2 separate regions of the Canis lupus genome follow, and region 2 is linked to region 1. Evidence: chromatin contacts called from public Hi-C data. All regions are on one chromosome and are shown on one strand. The core of a region is the stretch at or near the end of the contact, and the rest is flanking DNA. Distances in the headings are between cores, read along the strand shown.

Region 1 (6,082 bases), core at 1,739-4,238:
GAGAGGCAGAGATACAGGCAGAGGGAGAAGCAGGCTCCATGTAGGGAGCCCAACGTGGGACTCGATCCTGGGTCTCCAGGATCATGCCCTGGACTGAAGGTGGCGTTAAACCACTGGGCTGCCCATTCCTTGCATTTATTTCTTAACACAACTACCTACACAGCCTCAGCTTGTGCATTAGATGGAAAGTTTTCTCACTGTGGGCTTTGCTCTTTGGAGAGGGGGTAGGACAGAGGGAGGGGGAGAAAGAGAATCCTAAGCAGGCTCCACACACATCAGCACAGAGCCAGGTGTAGGGTTCAATCTTAGGACCCTGAGATCATGACCTGAGTTGAAACAGACACTTAACTGATTGAGCCACCCAGGTGTCGCGGGGCTTTGCTCTTAATTCCTATCACATATCAGTGTTTTATGTGGTGTATCAAAAGTGCCTGTAGTTCTGAGTGCAAGTCCCAAATTTGAGTGGTATATGAAACATATTTCACAGGAAAGAGAAACTCATGTTTTAGGATATCTGTTAATATATGTGTATGCCCCTAGTTCAACTATTGGGGCTTTCCCCCCAGTAGAAGAAAACCACTTCCTCAATTTTACAGTTTATTTGGTCCCATCTCTTCATTTTACAGATGAGGAAGGGACTTGCCCAAGGTCAAAAGGGGCCAAATGATGAACAAGAGCTGGTCTCCTGGTAGCTCATCTGGTGGAACAAAAGCTATTTCCTTTGCAGCATCCTCCAATGTCTCCAAGATCTCTATTTTTCTTTTCTCCTAGAAAATTCAGTCCCAGGAATGCTCCAATTATTTCCTTTGTTAAGGCGTGGTGCCAAATATAACAAAATTTTGGGGAACTGTCTCCCTCTGCTGGTAACATGCTTAAACTACAAAGCCTTAAAAAAATGCTGCCTTGAAAATCTAATCACACCCCAAGACCAAGACTTAGGTGAAGCCTGATAGACAATCTCATTCTCCTTGCTGTGCCTAAGGCTTAGTCAGGATAATTCATTTAAGAGAACGGATTCACAGAAGAATGTATTCAAAGTAAATGTAGGTCCAGAGAGTGAATAAAACAAACTCCTTTTTCTTCAAAGTTGGTCAGGTTGTTCATAATATTTGTTGTTTTTAGACCTGAAGAATTTCAGCTGCTAATGGAATATCTATGTGGAGACGCCAAGAAGAAGCCTACCTATATGAATCCGAAACACCAGGTGAGATCAGGACTGGAAATCAACTTGGGAATCTTTAGTGTTTAGTAGGTGGTTCACGCCATGAGCATCTAGATAAAAATGTCAGACTGAGGACACGCCCAGAGATGATGCATATTTCAAAGACAGGAAATCATGAAACCAGAGAATTACCAAGCATGTCATTTTATCTTTTAAAGACTAGTAACAGGGACGCCTGGGTGGCTCAGTTGGTTGAGTGTATGCCTTTGACTCAGGTCATGATCCTGGGGTCCTGGGGTCAAGCCCCATGTGGGGCTCCTGCTCAGCAGGAATCTGCTTCTCCCTCCCTCTGCTCCTCTCCCTTGCTCATGCTCTCTCTCAAATAAATAAATAAAAATCTTTTTTTTAAAAAAAGAACTTTTTTAAAAAAGATTTTTATCTACTTATTCATGAGAGACACAGGGAGAGAGGCAGAGACATAGGCAGAGGGAGAAGCAGGCTCCATTCAGGGAACCCAATGTGGAAGTTGATCCTGGGACTCCAGGATCACATCCTGAGCCGAAGGCAAGCACTCAACCACTGAGCCACCCAGGCGCCCCTAAAGGCTGGTAACATTTAATACATGATTGCAGTTTGTAATAATGATTAGAAATACAACTGCAAAAATTCTCAACAGGAAGCTGTTACTTTAGAAAGATTAATGGCATGCTAAAAACAGGAGAGAAACACAGGTCAGGTTAGATCATTGGATTACAACAGCTAAATCCAATACTACCAAATGGCAGTCTTGATACTGAGAGGCCTATAGGAACACATCAGTGAGAATAAAAATAGATGGTGTTTACTTTTCCCTTGGTTTTGAGTTTTGGGAAAGAACGAATGAGAGAATGTCAAGTGTTCTTTGGTGCAAGACACCCCCTGTGATGATAATAGCTAACCTCTGTAAGTCTTACTGTGGGTCAAGCACAGTCCTATGCTTTTCTGCATAGTAGCTAGTTTAATTCTGACAACCAACCTTTGAAGCAGCTGCTACTATTATCATCTCCTTTTTTGTACACTTGGGGAAACCGAGGCACAGACATCTTAAGTAACTTGCATAAGATCACATGAGCTTGTTCAAGTTGGAAGTATCCGAAGTCACACTTTTTAAAGTTCAAGATCTCTACCTTGGCACTGGAGAAAAAATAAAAGAGAAATACTGTTTAGGAAGATGCCTAAGTAAATTTTTAAGGAAATGCTGATGAATGCATCTCTCATTTAATGACCCAGGAGAACTTTAGTCGTGCTGGTTGCCCAGCTCAGGTGCCAGAATTATGATCTAACCACGTTTTTACAGTGGAGGGTTAACAGATGCTTGGAATATTTGCTCTACGTGCAGGAAAACCTGTAAACATTTTCACACTATTACGCAGAAATAATGTGTCATGCATCAGCAGATATTTTTCATCCTCCGGTGGGATACAAAATATTTTCAGAGCTTTGGGGAAAAAAAAAAAATGTAACCTGCGGTTTATGAAGATTACGACTGGCTTAAAGAAGAAAAAAAAGTTTTCAGCGACTGCCTGCCCTTAGAAAAGATGGTTCCAAAGAACACACCTTCCGCACTCAAGACGATGACTTCACACGGGCTCTCCCGTCCGCTACGAGACTTAACACGCTGCCCTTAAGAAAAATGGCAGCTTTCTGGTTCCTCTGCCCCTTTCCAAGATGGCTTCCGCGGAGCTCGTGGGGGCGGGGGGCGCGGCCTCTGGGGCCACTTCCGGGCTGGGCAAGGGGCGGGGTCCATTGAGGAAAGCCTTGCGTGCCGGCGCCCGCGACGGAGGCGCGCTTCAGGGCGCAGGCGCGGGGAGGGGGTGGGGGAGGAGGGAAAGCGGCGAGTAAGATGGAAGATGAGGAGGTCGCTGAGAGCTGGGAGGAGGCGGCAGACAGCGGGGTAAGGAGGAGTCGCCGCCGCGGGGCAGGGCCGGGCGGGACCTGGCGGGAGGGAAGCCTCCGGGGAGCGGGCCTGGGGATGGTTCTCCCCGAGGAAGGGCCCCACACGCCGGGCCGGGGGTGGACGAGAGGCCCCCGGTCCCTGAGCGCCGTGAAGGCCTCTTAAAGGGGCCGCGTTCCATTTCTCCCTCCACCTCTGCCCGGTGCGCCTCCCTGCATCCCCGCGACGTGCGCGTCACCCGGGGCTCCCCACCCGCCCCCCGGGGCCTCCTCTCCAGGTTCCCGCGTCCGCTCGCTCGTCCCGGGGACTCTCTGAGCCTCCCTCTCCAGGGTGTCGCCGCCAGACACCCCCACCCGCGCCCGAGTCACCATTTTAAAGTTCCTGCGCTCTGATGCTGAGCCGCGCACCATGTGGGCCCGGGCGGCGCGCGGGGGCAGGAGGGGAAATCGAGTCGGCTCTGGGCCCCTCCACTCTGTGCGGAAAAATCCCCCTTTGCTTTGCGCCTTCCGCCGCGGTGGGCGAGTCTGGGCTTTTCTTTTTTTTTTTTTTTTTCCTCCTCTCTTTTCTTTTTCACTTTTACTCTGAGAGCCCGCGGCTGGCGGGTCTCCCGGGGACCCCTTGTGCAACAACCGAAAGCCCGGCGGGCAGCCCCTCTCCCCGGGGAACCACCCAACGACCCGAGCGCCCCCCCCCCAGCTCCTCCCCCGCCCCCGCCCCGGCCCCGGGGGCGAAGGTCTCCGGGCGAGCTCGCGATCTGTAAAGTAGCCGCATTCCTGGGAGGGGAGGGGAGGGGAGGGGGTGGGGGGGGAGCGGACCGTTCGATTCTGCTTTTTTGGAGTTTTTTTGGTTGGGACTCTCTGAAGCTGTGTAGGAGGAGAGTTTATCCCGAGCTGGAACAGCCGCAGCCGAGTGTCTGTTAGGTTGGTTGGCTTGGCGATCGGCTTTTTGGGGGTGTTTCAGAGTGTGCGGTTGTGCGGCGGCGCCTGCTGAGGATGCGGAGAGGCCCCCCCCCCCCCCCGGCCTCCTCGTGTTCGTGTCCGCTCCGTGTTGGCTCGAGTGGCCCCCCCACCTTCAGGGTTTATGTGTCGGGAGTGGGGGGCGTGGAACAGGAGCTGGGGTCCACCCGCCCCCCCCCCAGCGCCTCTGAGGGTGCTCATCGGAGCTGGAGGAGGCCGACACATCGACCCCTCTGCAGCAGTGGGACTATCTCTGCGGGAATGTTGAAACTTGGCTTCGCTTCGAAGGTTTTTTTTTTTTTTTTTTTTTTTTTCTTCCCTGTTTTTTTTTTTTCTTTTTCCGGTGGTTCAGCATTTCTTTCACGGTGTTTTATGTTTTTCCACTTGGCATCATTAAGGATTTGAAGAATTAATTCGCTCAGAAGGTGTTTGGCACAGTCACGTGCTGGCCATCTCTCTTGGATTTTTGACTCGAGTCAGGCGAGCAATGGAAAGGTTTTGTAGGGAGCAGCAGCAACAGGTGTCATCTGGGTAATTTATTCGACAAACATTTTTTTTTTTTTTTTTTTTTTTTTTGGTGTCTCTGTGCTAGGTAGGGCAGTGTGCTTTAGAAGTGACTTCGTGCCAGAGAATGCAAAGTTTCCGGGTGCAGGCGTTTATTGCCTACCACTAATAGGAGGGCATCATTCAGACACCCTTCACGTGCACCCTCCCTCAAAGAAGCATGGCCTACAATTTGAGTGTGACTCAAATGATAAGTTGCTCGAGCATCTTGGCCTCTCTTTGGTTTTTCTCACCTGTTCACAAGGGACATGAGTATTTCACGGTTAAAGAAGAAAAATGAAAACAAGAATGAATGCAGGATTCAGAAATGGGGGGGGGGAGGTTACTTTTGTTTTTCGGAACGTGTGATTCACTTAGGGATCAGCTAGCCCAGTCCCACGTTTTACAGCTGAATGAATCCCAAGGGTATAAGATTTAACTTAGATCTTTCCGACGCTTCCGGTGTTCTTTCTACTATACTTCACTAAAACCGTTTAAAAGTGCCAGGTACAGAGATGGAACCCAAACCTTGCCTTCCTTGGTGATAACAATGTGCGGTAACTGCCCAAATGCAAGTTTTTTTTTATTTCTTTTAATTGAACTATTGAAATGAGCTGTAGAGGTATTCTCCTTTTATAATAAGAAAACTGAGGTTTAGGGAGTAACCTATCTTGCTCAAAGTCGCACAGATAGTAAGTAGGGAGCTGGGATTTGACACCAAGCCTATCTTGACTCTAAAGAAGGGTTCAATCTGTAGCAATTTGCCATCTCTTTGCCTGAGATCTGGAAGAAAACTTGGGAGTTGGGCATTGCCTTTCTTTTTTTTTCTCTCTCTTTTTTAAATTTTATTCATTTATTCATGAGAGACAGAGAAAGAGAGAGGCAAGGACACAGGCAGAGGTAGAAGCAGGCTCCATGCAAGGAGCTTGATATGGGACTCGATCCTGGGTCTCCAGGATCCTGTCGTGGCTCAAAGGCTGGCGCTAAACCGCTGAGCCACCCAGGCATCCCCACCTTTCTTTTTTAAGATGTTTGCTTTCGGCTTATATTTAAAAGCTCTCTTAAATTTGATTCCCTTTTTGAATTTCACAAAGGGTTTTGTAAATGTACACTTTTGCAGGAGAGGAGCCAGGGAGGGAATGTTCACACCACTGGCAAACCAACTGACTGTACATGTCTTTCAGATGTAGCCAGTTGTGTATGTAAAAATCTTACCTTCTGTTTATCCTGTCTTCCAACTGATACATGGTAATGAGTGTCAAGTACCCACCTTTCCAAAAAAACATCCTGGGTGGTAAGAAAACTAGCAAATGGACATCAGCTAATTAATTTATAAAGTAATCACTCTAACTTTATAAATTTATAAAGTAATTTATAAAGTAATCACTCTAACTTTATATGATCTAGAGGTCTAGTCCTTGAAAGTAGAGGCTCTAATCACCACAAAAAATTTTGACATCATGCTGGAATGTCTTATGTGTCCATAAT
Region 2 (6,640 bases), core at 1,943-4,442, 300 kb before region 1:
ATTCACCTTTATGTGGCCAATCCTGTGATGTACAGGCTTGATCTCTCGTAGTTCTCTAAACAATTCTGTGAGCTTGATACTATTATCCCTCTTTGACAGATGAGGAAACGGGAGGCGCAGTGGTAAAGTACCTGGCCCTCAAGACACAGAGCCACCAAGCAGGGAAGCAAGGATGCAAAACCAACACCAGGGTCCTTGCTGCCTCTATCTGAGGAGACCTCTACAGATGTAAATCCAAACATGCCGTTCACTCTTAATCTCCCCCACTTCAGCAGAGCCTTCCAAAATCAGTCATCCTTCTCCCGCGCGCCTCCCCCGTGGTGCTTTTTGCATTGTATCGTGATCATCCACATGGCTAAGAGCTCCTCGCTCCCAGGATCCAGTCTTACATCCCCAGCATCTAGCGCAGTGTCACATGTGCTGGGCACAGAAAAAGCTGAATGCATAAATAAGCCTGGACTCTCCGGGCGCAAGCAACATCAACCTACTCAAAGCCAGAGCAGCCTGCCGTGGGGAGACAGAGGCATGGGGAGAATGCCCAGCCCTCCTGCACCAATGCAGTGGGTTCCCCTCAGGCTGAGCCCAAGCCCCAGAGACAGCAATCCAGTCACCCGAGGGACGGAGCAGGCTCTCTCAGCCAGCTTTCCCTCCAGTACTGGAACAGTCATGATTCGTTCTTTGGTTTGTATACCAGATGCTTATGTTTGGGGACATTTTTTACAAAAATATGTATCTTTAAACATCAGAACCTTAAAAGGAATGAACATGTGCTCCCCACTCTGTCTTTCCCCTTCTGCCAGCTGGAGTACATACACAATGGCAGGAGCTGCAGCAGCCAGCTTCGACCGTGAGATGGAAGCCTGGTTTTGAGCAAGGAGAGCCACATGGTCACTAGAACCCTGTTCCCAGATACTTCATGGAACAGAGCAAGATGACCTACCAGTTCTTGGACTGCCTACTTCCAGGTTTTTAAGAGGAGAGGAATATACTTTGAGTTTGTTTCAGCCATTGTACTTTAGGATTGCCTTGCTAGCGCATGTTAGGTTGTGTGTGATTAAAACAAAGTGTGAGCATTTGCCCAGTGACTAACATAGTGTGGTCTTTGTGGGTAAACCAAACATAATGACAGCCACAATTTCCCAATCAAACTCAGATGTAGTCATTACTTTATAACTTGAAAGAAAGAAAAAAAAACTATCTTGAAAGGGTGATCTGAGTCATGCTGAGCCTAGAGAAGGACAAACAAACTGACCTCCTGGTCTGTTTCATCCTTGAGCATTACAGACATACCTCAGATTTCCAAGTAGCCCAGGCTACTCTTTTCTGACAGTTTGTCTGCGTAAACTCCAGCTTGGCTCTCCTCCTCCAGCTCATTACCTGAATCAAAGACACCCAAGTGGAAAATCTGATGAGAACCCGAAAGGCACCAGCTCCCTAAGAGCTGCCCTTTTACGCGTCCAAGAAACACAGGTAAATCCAGAGCCCTGAGCACGGAGCCTGGCACAATGGAGACGCTCGGTACAAATTTGTTTGGATCATCCTCGGCCGGCTGCACGTCAGACACTGTGCCAGAGCCTGGGACACAAAGATGAGTAACCCCGCTCCCACTGCCTACACTTAGAAATTCCTGCTTACCGAAAAGACATATAACACAATGTTGTAAAGCAAGAGCGACAAGACTGTGCCCGGGTTCCTGCGACGCTACAGCGTTAGCCTTCCCCAGGGATGTCTCAAGTGCTCTTGCTTCTCGTTTCACACCCTTGCCCTCGGTAAGCACACCCCCTCCCACAACCTGAGGGACTTTTTATTTTTTTTTTTTTATTTTATTTTTTTCTGAGGGACTTTTTAAGTGGATGACAACTGCTAGCTCACCGCTGGACAGCTCCACTCGAATGTTTTACAGGCACCTGCTTTCAACGTGTTGAAAACTAAATGCACCTTCCCTCCTCACACCTGCTCCCCATCCGGCTCCGATCACACTGATCACACTGAGTGCTATCGCCACCTGCCCATCAAGACTAGGAGGTCAGTTCTGACCTCTCGCTGACCTCCAACTTCCTCATCTAACTCATCACCAGGTTCGGTCAATGCTCCGAAACCTCCCTCTCCACTGTCTCCCTCTAACCGGACTGGAGGCCACGCATCCTTTGTAGATAGGATTACTCTAGCGGCCTGTTAATTGGCCTCCAGGCCTGTACCCTTTAATGCATCCTTCACATCCACGAATCTGGTTCTCCCATGGCTTCCCATTAACCTAAAACTGAAAACTCCTTAACTAGGTTCACACGGCCCCAGAGGACCAGGCCGCAGCCAGCGTCTTTCGTCTTACCTTTCAGCTCCGTCCTCCAGGCACAGACCTTAACTATCACACTAGCTCCTAAGCTTTGTCACAAGCTCCCATCTTCAGCCGAGAATACAACGCTTTTCTCGCCTGCACTCCCCTAAGAGCCCTTTAGGGATCTCCGCACTCTGCACCTATTGCCTTATTTGCTCTTCCTGGCAACCCCAGGGAGCAGCCTGTAGGATCGTCTCTGCTTTAAGGAGGAGGAAACTGAGGCAGAGAGCGAGAGCCTCCCGAGCTTCGTCCAGGACGCAGCTGGCGAGCACAGGGCCGCCCGGCTCCACGGGTCATACTTTGAACCACTGCACCGCGAGCGCTGGCTCGATCCTCACAACCTATCGGGTGCCGAGCCACCGTCTGCGGAAGGAATGAATGAATGAAGTCACCTTGTAGGGGGCAGCACCTCCCGGTCCCGCGGCCCCCGCCCTGCGGCCGCACAGCCGCCCCCGCCGCGGCGCGGGGTGCAGGGGCGCTGACAGCCGGGCGGCGGGGGCGTCACCCGAGCCGGGGGCCGACTCGCGCTCCCCCGCAGGAACTGCCGGCCCGCTCTCCCCCCTCCTCCCCCCAGCTGCCCCGCGGGGTCCCCGCCGTCCCCTCCCCTCCCCCACACAACCGTCCCCGGCCTCCCGCCGCGCCCCATCCCTCGCCGCCTCCGCCCGGCTCCCGGGACTTGCCCAGCCCCGGGCGCTTGCTGACCCTCACCTGCCATGTCCCGGACCCCACCGTAGAGGGAGGTGCATCACGGCCGCGAGAGGGCCGGGGACGGCACTTCAGAGCAGACAAAGGGCGCCGCCATGTCAGAGTCGGGCGGAACCGACCTCGCCGGCTTCCCGGCTGCGACTTCCGGCGCATGCGCAGCGCCCGCGCTGGACGGGAACCGCGGCCCGGCGCATGCGCAGCGCCCGCGCTGCCCCGAGAACCGCGGCCCCGCGCATGCGCCTCCGCATCCCGAAGTTCTCTATTACGGCACTTGGGCGCCTCGACTCGTCCTCGTCGTAACCCTTGCTTGGTTTTCTGTTCCAACCATTACAGTCACAGCTTCCCCGCGTTCAGCGCTTCCTGTGCGCCCGGCGCTGCGCTGAGCACCTCCCGTGCACGAGCTCATTAAATCTCGCTACGCGGAGGAGAGTCTTTTCTCCCCCTTGGAAGAAGGCAAAGGAGGCTCAGGAAGAGCCAATGAACCGCCCATTGTCACGTCTTCCAGGCGGAGGAGCACAGGACCTGGTTGCACCTCCGGGGCTGCAGATCCCCGCGTGTCTTTCTGCCCTTCCGAGCCAACCATTGCCCCATTTGCTATTTAGGGCAGATCCAGGATTAGCCTGGGTGTGAACGAGGATGCTGGAAGCAAAAGTGTCTGCAGACTCGAGCAGTCCCTTGTGGCCTCTGCCAACTTTTCAGCACCTCCGCGCCCCAGACTTCCCTACGTCCTCACAGGACGCGGGCTTTCTCTTTTCTTCACCTCTGATTCTGTTTATATCCCATGAGATTTTTTTTTTTTTTTAAGATTTTATTTATCTGGGACACCTGGGTGGCTCTGCGGTTGCTGGGATCGAGTCCCGCATTGGGCTCCCTGTCTGGAGCCTGCTTCTCCCTCTGCCTGTGTCTCTGCCTCTGTGTGTGTGTGTGTGTGTGTGTGTATCATGAATGAATAAATAAAATCTTTTTTAAAAAAATTTAAGGGATCCCCGGGTGGCGCAGCGGTTTGGCGCCTGCCTTTGGCCCAGGGCGCGATCCTGGAGACCCGGGATCGAATCCCACGTCGGGCTCCCTGCATGGAGCCTGCTTCTCCCTCTGCCTATGTCTCTGTCTCTGCCTCTCTCTCTCTCTCTCTCTCTCTCTCTCTGTGTGACTATCATAAATAAATAAAAATTAAAAAAAATAAAAAATTTAAGATTTTATTTATCTATTAGAGCAAGCGGCGGGGGGGGGGGGGGGGGGGGGGAGGGGCAAAGAGAGAAGGAAAAGCAGGCTCCCGCTGAGTAGGGAGCTCAATGGATTCCAGCTGGATTCCAGGACCTAGGGATCATGACCTGATCTCCAACCTGGGACCCAAGGATCATGACCTGAGCTCCATCCTGGGACACTGGGATCATGACCTGAGCTCTATCCTGGGGACCTGGGATCAACACCTGAGCCCAAGGCAGATACTTAACTGACTCAGCCACTGAGGCACCCCTGTTTCCCATGAGTTTTAACAATAGTCTTGCCACCACCCTGAACTTCTTTGTTCCCTCGTCCTCTTGTCATATGGATTTGGTGAGCTTTCCAACCCTGGGTAAATCCAACTTTCCTCTTCTTTTTTCTTGTATCCAAGCAACCATGCACAGCTGGACAAAGTACCCCAAAAGATAGACTGTTCCTACAAATTCATGATCACTAGCCAGAAGAGGAACTTCAACAAATGCTGGTCTGGCCAAGTCACTACTCCTCCTTCACAATCACTTGGGAAACTAAAAAGCTTACCAGTAATTGACTTCACTCTTTTTTTCTTTTAATTTTTTATTTATTTATGATCGTCACAGAGAGAGAGAGAGAGGCAGAGACACAGGCAGAGGGAGAAGCAGGCTCCATGCACCGGGAGCCCAACGTGGGATTCGATCCCGGGTCTCCAGGATCGCACCCTGGGCCAAAGGCAGGCGCCAAACCACTGCGCCACCCAGGGATCCCTTCACTCTGTCTTTTACAGGAAAATAAAAGCAAGTCTAATAGGACCTTGTCCTCCCAATACAAAGGACACAAATCTACCTCTGTGTCCATCCGTGTTGGATGTAGTTGGCTGGGACTCATTACCATTCCTTCCAGATTCTAGAAAGTTAAAATTCTATTTCCCAGATTCAGTTGCAGTTAGAATTCTAGACACAGATGGATTCTGCTAGTGGGAAAGATTGGATGGAAGTGAGGCAATAGCCATTGTCCTAGTGATGGTAGGTGATTGCTGCTGGCAAGCCAGGTCATGCAGATATGAGGGTTTGCAGCGGTGCACGGTGGCTAGTCTCCAGCTTCATGAATGTTCTGAAGCATCTGTGAAATGGTGACAGCCAAACTCAGCATTCTAGAGCCTGGGAACCAGCTTCTAGTCCCAAATCTAGACCCATGGGTTCCTGCTGGTGATATGTTGAATGCAATGATCTCAGTGGTGGTGGCTCCTTGATTCCTCATCTTTCTGATTATGTCAGAGTAGCCTCTGGTTGGTGAGTTCTATGGTGTTCTGGGAGCCATTACTAGAGGACCAGTCTGGAGACCCTTCTTTCAGCCCCTCCAATAATGTTATAGATGCTTAATTTTCTGTATTAAACCTCTTTCTGGGGGCGGCCCAGGTGGCTCAGCAGTTTAGCGCCGCCCTCAGCCCTGGGCTTGATCCTGGAGACCCGAGATCGAGCCCCGCGTCAGGCTCCCTGCTTGGAGCCTGCTTCTCCCTCTGCGTGTGTATGTGTGTGTGTGTGTGTGTGTGTGTGTGTCATTAATAAATAAATAAAATCTTAAAAATAAATAAGTAAATAAACAAACCTCTTTCTGCTTAAAAGAAGTTTGGAGACAACATGAGGGATCCTTGTAGGATGGACATGTACCGCACCTTGACCGTATCAATGTATACATCCTGGTTGGGATACGGTGGTACTATAGTTTTGCAAGATGTTAGCATGATGAAAACTGGGTAAAGAAGGATGGCAGTGGAATCGCTCTGTATCATTTCTTACAATTGCATGTGAACTGGGGCGCATAGGTGGTTCAGTCTGGTGAGCATTCGACTCTTGATTTCCGCTTGAGTCACGACCTCAGGATCATAGGCTCTGCACTCGGCGCAGAATTGGCTTCAGATTCTCTCCCTCTCCCTCTGCCTCCCACCCCTGCTGGCGCTGACTCTCGTTTCCTCTAAGGAAAAAAAACAACACAAAAACAATTGCATGTGAGCCTACATTTTTTTTTTTAAATAAAAAGTTTAAAGAGAAAGCCCAGCAAGGTTTCTATTTCTGCAAGAAAATGTACCCGAGGGGTCAAGGCATTAGATTCAAAGGTGATACAGATCTAGCCTATTTTGCTCAGAGAAAAAATAGTTACATAAGTTGTCACTTATCACAATAAGTATTGTTGCCTCAGGGAAAGTGCCTAATAAAGACAGGCTTTGATAGATGGAGTAGTTGCCACAACTGACCATTACGGAGGAATGAGGACGATAAGGACTGTCAGGTAGGCTGGCTATTTATAACTGCACTGAACAATTTCAAAAAAGAAATATTTAGGGTTTAAATTTTCAGCTCAAGAAAGGACCAGAGAAGCAAGGTCCATTCCTGACTACTC

What was found. A called contact is a pair of places that touch in the nucleus more often than the background predicts.
Region 2: a contact with region 1 is called in a Hi-C map of blood, with 5 times the contacts expected there. The contact joins the promoter of ZBTB17 here to the promoter of SZRD1 in region 1. A contact is called at or near these places in 2 of 9 Hi-C or Micro-C datasets (both in blood).

The regions. Positions count from the first base shown.
Region 1 is chr2:80,831,483-80,837,564 of UU_Cfam_GSD_1.0, reverse strand. SZRD1 (SUZ domain-containing protein 1) reads left to right here and starts at 2,988. Exons shown (of 4, transcript XM_038531860.1): 1 at 2,988-3,095. The coding sequence starts at 3,045. LOC111093873 (a long non-coding RNA gene) reads right to left here and starts at 3,730. Exons shown (of 4, transcript XR_005356137.1): 1 at 3,464-3,730; 2 at 2,178-2,335; 3 at 1,183-1,272; 4 at 602-767.
Region 2 is chr2:81,132,662-81,139,301 of UU_Cfam_GSD_1.0, reverse strand. It overlaps ZBTB17 (zinc finger and BTB domain-containing protein 17), which reads right to left and starts at 3,192. Exons shown (of 16, transcript XM_038531900.1): 1 at 3,044-3,192. The coding sequence starts at 3,050.